Regions from separate parts of the Sus scrofa genome. Here region 1 is linked to region 2. The links are chromatin contacts, called in public HiChIP or PLAC-seq maps. All regions are on one chromosome and are shown on one strand. The core of a region is the stretch at or near the end of the contact, and the rest is flanking DNA. Distances in the headings are between cores, read along the strand shown.

Region 1 (2,700 bases), core at 183-2,682, 300 kb before region 2:
TAAAAGTTGATATGTAATTGCTGTGATGATTAAGTTGCATGATCACATGGGGCCACCCTGAGGTAGAAAGGACAAAGGAGTATTGAGGAGCTGGAAAGGGAGCATTCAGGCTGAAACTAAGCCAGAAGATAACTTGGGTCAATTAAAAGTGTGTTGGCAAAACGGAATGAAAAACATCTGGCTTAGAAGAAACATTAAAGAATGACATTTGTAAGTAAAATGTGTGTTTTTGATATTTTTAGGGTAAAGATCAATGCAAAAGATAGGCTTTTCTATTTCATATGGGTTGTCTTTTTCCTGTTTATATGGGAACTTGTTTTTATTCAGAGCCAGAGGAAAAGATTTTCAGACTTGGTCTCAACCATCCATGAAATCCATCCAGTACCCAGGGCTTCTTTTCATCTGTTGCTAATGTGATGTCACTTTGTATTATAAAAACCACTTGTAGGTCCATTTACTATTTTCCTGCTTCCTACAGAAACAGCCAGGTGAAAGGGAGAGCTTGTGTGAGAGTTCGCAGAGGTTTTTCTAAACAATAAAGTAATACAGTATGTGAGCCAAATCCATCAAAAAGGACTTTTGTTTTAAGAAGTAGACTCAAGTTCTCGAGAAACAGTCTCAACTTTGCTAGGTTGTGAATCCCACCTGGAGAGCCAGTGGAGCCAGTCCCTGCTGGATGGCAGAGCCTCCTGGGGGGTCTCTGGGGTGTTTGGCTGTTTATTCCCAAGGAGGACTCAGTGCTGCCACCCACCCTTCTGTACGTGTAATGGCTGCTGATCCCAGGGAGGAGGTGAGGCGAACTGACTGTCCCCCAAATGGGGATGCTAGTGCGGGGGCCCGAATGTCCTTGCCTCTGTCTCTCAGAATTGGTTTTGGTTTCTTTTTTGTTTTGTTTTGTTTTGTTTTGTTTTCTTTTTTTTTTGTTATTGTTGTTTGGTTTTGGTTTCTAAATGACTTATATTTGTAAAGACAGGAAAGTGGTGGGGACAAAGTTTATATATACTGTGTTTAGTTCTTATGTGACCACTTGAGCAGAAGCAAAAATGCATTGGAACCTATCATTTGAGCCTGTGAAGTTCTTTGAGCAGTTGTCATGAGGCCCATGTTGGGAAATAAGAACATTGTTGAGTGTACACTCATTCAGTTCCCATGGGGAGCAATGAAAAAAATGCTTTACAGGCCAGCTATGTCATTACTTATGTCGTATCTCATGCTTAAAATCTCAAGCGATATCTCTCTGATTAAATTCCAATTTAGAAATGTACACCATTAATGCTCATTACTTCCGAGGGAGAAATGGATTCAGACCTGTCGCAACAGGAGGTTAACACTTTTTTTTTTTTAACCATCCTATTCTTTTGCCAAATATCACAAAAGTAATGGGGAAGTTAGTCCCGTTTGGCTGTTGTGCTCTGAAAAAGCTGGGTTTGGAACTTGTGGGAGTGCTCCCAGCGGGAGGTTCCAAGAAGCAGAGAGGTTGTCAAGTTACCCACCCTACATCCAGCCTGTCACTCGAGAATTTTCAGAGCTGCACGTTGCCTGCACCTTTTTTCTACATTGGCTATTTTGGCAAAACATTACTATGATTATCCCCCCCCACTTTTTTTAACTTCACCCTCAACTATGAGCAAGTAATATTAACATTCCTTTTGTGTATTCAATAATGGAGTTTGTTTACCTATTTTATTTCAGCATATTTTGAACAAAGATCTTTGTCTCTTTCTGCTGGAATGTGCACACAGTGAATGTTTGTTAGAACGACACACAATAAAGATACTGTTTTCCTTTTCTTGCCCTGGCTACGGTTATTTAAAAAAAAAAAAAATTTTTTTTTTTTTAAGTGGAAATGTTGGCTCTGGAATTCTCAGGTGTCTGGAAGAAAAGAACTTGAGAAGCATAAAAGTCATCTCTGTGCTAATCTTGTGTTAGCATAACTTGATGGGGGAGTTCCACGGTTCTTCGGGAGTCATGCTGCTGCTCTTTCCCCGAAATGAAAGGCGAAGATTGTGAGACGCAAAAATTAAGAGTTTTGCTGTATTAACGGATGTGAAGTGGCAACCAGGTAGACAGCTTGGAAGTTCTGTTTTTACTGAAACCATCTGATAAAGAAGTCATTTCAAGGTAATAACACTTGTTATCTATAGCGCCACTCTTTAAATGCTTGTTTTTCTTGGAAATGGCTGAACTGTTGGGGAAAGTGAAACATTGAGCTCGAAGTTCTAGTGACTGTGTTAATAAAACAAGGGAAATAAACCATTTTTATAATTACTTTTAAAACCTACTGATAGCCTTCTAACATGACCAGTGAGACACAGTTCGTTAGGGCTTAGTATTTTCGCTGTCACGTGAATTGATGATTATTAACAGGAAAGGAAAGTCCCATTCTTATTACTCGTGTTTGAATCTGTTGTTTCAATGTCAGTCCTCATAAGGCACATGTCTCTTCCTGATGCTGAGTGTTTGGCAGGTACTTGACAAATCCTGGTTGACTGGTTGAAAACTTGAGGTAGAAGATTGTGATTTCATTTACGTAAATTTAAGGTAAGAAACACCCACACTATCTCCTAAATGATTGGTAATTGTAAGTAACATCAGTCATCTAACATTAATTAGCTTAGTGGATGTCTATATACTCTATACAGATCTTTCCTCACTTACAATGTGGTCATGTCCCAGTATGCTAGAGAGTATCGTACTGGG
Region 2 (2,700 bases), core at 123-2,622:
GGATAAACAAAATGTGGTCTATCCATACAGTGGAATATTACTCAGCTGAAAAAAGGATGAACTGAGGATACATGCTGCAGCATAGGTGAGCCCTAAAAAAATTATGCTTAGTGAAAGAAGCCCGATTCAAAAGACTACGTGTTGCATGAGTCTGTTTATTTGTAATGTCCGGAATAGGCAGGTCCGTAGAAACAGAGTGGATGAGTGGTTAGGGGCTGGTGAGCAAAGAAGAATGTGGAGCAACTATTAGTGGGTGTGAGGTTTCTTTTTGGTTGATGAAACTGCTCTGGAATTTCATAATGGGGATGGTTGTACCGCTCTGTGAATATACTAAATCCCACTAAATTGTATGCTTTGAAAGGGTGAGCTCGTGGCCTGTGATTTATATTTCAACAAAAATAAAAAATAACAAAGAATCAACCATGCATCCTTTCCTCTGTGTTCTGTTGAGATCAAGTCCAGATTTTGGTGCAGGTGACAGTAGCCACCATCTTTTCTTTTCTGGCTGCTGTGTGTTATTTATTTATTTATTTTTGTCTTTTTGCCTTTTCTAGGGCCACTCCCGTGGCATATGGAGATTCCCAGGCTAGGGGTCGAATCAGAACTGTAGTCGAAGGCCTAACGCCACAGCCACAGCAACTCGGAATCGGAGCCGTGTCTGCGACCTACACCACAGCTCATGACAACGCCAGATCTGTTAACCCACTGAGCAAGGCCAGGGAAACCTCAAGGTTTCCTAGTCGGATTCATTAACCACTGTGCCACGACAGGAACTCCTGTTGTGTGTTATTCAGTTTCCTCTATTGTTCCCAGTTGAATATGTTGAAAAGTAATGACCCTGCTTTTTTGAGCTCAAGTATTTGAAATATTTTAACCAAAAAGGACTCTGGTAAATCTTTGTTGTCTTCTTGAATGTCTCTGGAAACTGTGAACTAGCAGGTGGGCCCTTGAGATGCTTAATTTCACTAATGAGAAGGATTCAGTAATTACTACCTTAGTGAATATTTTCTTTTCTTTCTTTCTTTCTTTCTTTTTTTTTTTTTCAATTTCAGGACTTCACCCGAGGCTCATGGTAGTTCCCAGACTAGGGGTCGAATCGGAGCTGCAGCTGTCAGCCACAGCCACAGCCACCCCAGAGCCACGTTGCATCTGCATCCTGCGCCACAGCTCACGGCAACGCCGGGTAGCTTCTTCTTTTCTAACAGCCAGTGGATTACAGGCAATGAAAGTTTTTTTGGGGCGGGGTGGGGTGTTTCTTATTTAAAAGTAAAGATGTATGGGCACTGTTTCTTCCCTTTTGGGCAGAGCTGATAAGGCCCTGGCAGCTGGTAGTTGAGGCTGGGCCACAGTCTAACTCTGAGCTGAGGGTGGCTACCCTTTTGGTGGCGGCTCAACAGCCACACAGGGCGTGGCTGTGTCACAACAAGAAAAAGGAAGAAATCAGGGGAGGGAGGGCCTAGCAAAGTAGAAAAGGGAAAGGGAGGCGAAGAGGAGGAGGAAGATGGCAAAGCTTTCATTCGAAGATCAGAGGGAGACTGCGTGTCATCTCTTGTGGCCCTTCTTGCTTCATTCTGTCACTTGTCACTGGAACAGGGTTCTCAAATTCTCAAAGGCTGATCGACTGTTGTGTTAGTAGTGGCATCAACATACTGTTCTGAATAGAGCATGAAAAATACTTGTTTCTTAAAAGGTAATGAAATGGTGCATTTGGGATTCTGACTTGTACCTGGAGTCACAATTAAGAAACGGACAACACCTTCAGCAAGACCACAGCCCCCTGTGACTGCAAGGGTCATTACTTCTTCCTCTTCTTCTTTTATTAAAGTATAGTTGATTTGTTGTGCAGGGGTTATCTCTTAAGGGAAGTTCCCGGGGGGCCTATGTGCGGGTGGATGTGGGAGTCGGGGGCACCGAGAATGTGTTGCTGGAGAGGCCCTCCAGCTTCAGCCTCTTGTCATGAAATCCACACCTTCTAAAAAAGGCTTTTTCGCTCCTATTTCCAATTCCTTATGTGTGTAACAGATGACCACAAACTCAATGGTTTCACAGAAGTTTATTCCTTTCTAGTTCTGAAGGCCAGAAGTCCAAAGTCAAGGTGTCCCCTATGTCAGCAGGCTCCAGATCCGTCTGCAGATTCCGTCTTTGTGGCTGCTAGTGGCTGCAGGCGTTTGTGGGCTTGGGTTGTGAGACTCCAATGTCTGACCTGTGCTTCGTGCCCATCTTTCCTGTGTCCCTGTCTTGTCTGTTTTGTCGCCTGTAGGGGCACTGGGCCACCCCAAAGGATGAGATCCTTAACTTAATTACCTTTATAAGGGCCCTATCTCTAAGTAAGGTCCCATTCACAGGTTCCAGAGGGGTTAGCATGTACGCGTGTCTCTGTAGGAACCACAATTCAACCCACTATGCTAATTAAATACAGATGGGATGCTCTTGTAAAAATGAAATGAGGACATCATCCTGTAACCTGATTTGAAGAGAACCCTTTTCCTTTCTTGACTTTAAATTTTATTTATGCCCCAAATAATGCATGCACATGTATTAGAATCTCAAATAGCAGTACATGGCTTAAAATGCAACAGCACTTCACTGCTTCACTCCTTTTTTGTTCTCGATTCCTGTTCCGTAGAGTCAGTGACTTTTTTAAAAATTTTAAGTGAAAATTGCAACGATTTAAAACATTTTTATTTACTTATTTTCACC

Evidence for each region. HiChIP or PLAC-seq counts read pairs in DNA pulled down with a chosen protein or histone mark.
Region 1: a contact with region 2 is called in an H3K27ac HiChIP or PLAC-seq map of alveolar macrophages. The contact joins two enhancer-like sites. A contact is called at or near these places in 1 of 5 promoter capture datasets (fetal liver) and 1 of 2 datasets of contacts at active chromatin or transcription factors (alveolar macrophages).

Annotation. Positions count from the first base shown.
Region 1 is chr6:17,518,378-17,521,077 of Sscrofa11.1, reverse strand. No RefSeq gene overlaps it. Among named protein-coding and RNA genes, the nearest start is that of CYB5B, 38 kb to the left of the region's middle. Within about 2 kb of position 1,432, at least 26 of the 83 cell types and tissues checked have an H3K27ac peak or open chromatin away from gene starts, as enhancers often do. A contact at or near this core is called in alveolar macrophages, where this site is marked.
Region 2 is chr6:17,218,458-17,221,157 of Sscrofa11.1, reverse strand. All of the region lies in intron 1 of WWP2 (NEDD4-like E3 ubiquitin-protein ligase WWP2), which reads left to right. Among named protein-coding and RNA genes, the nearest start is that of WWP2, 8.2 kb to the left of the region's middle. Within about 2 kb of position 1,372, at least 6 of the 83 cell types and tissues checked have an H3K27ac peak or open chromatin away from gene starts, as enhancers often do. A contact at or near this core is called in alveolar macrophages, where this site is marked.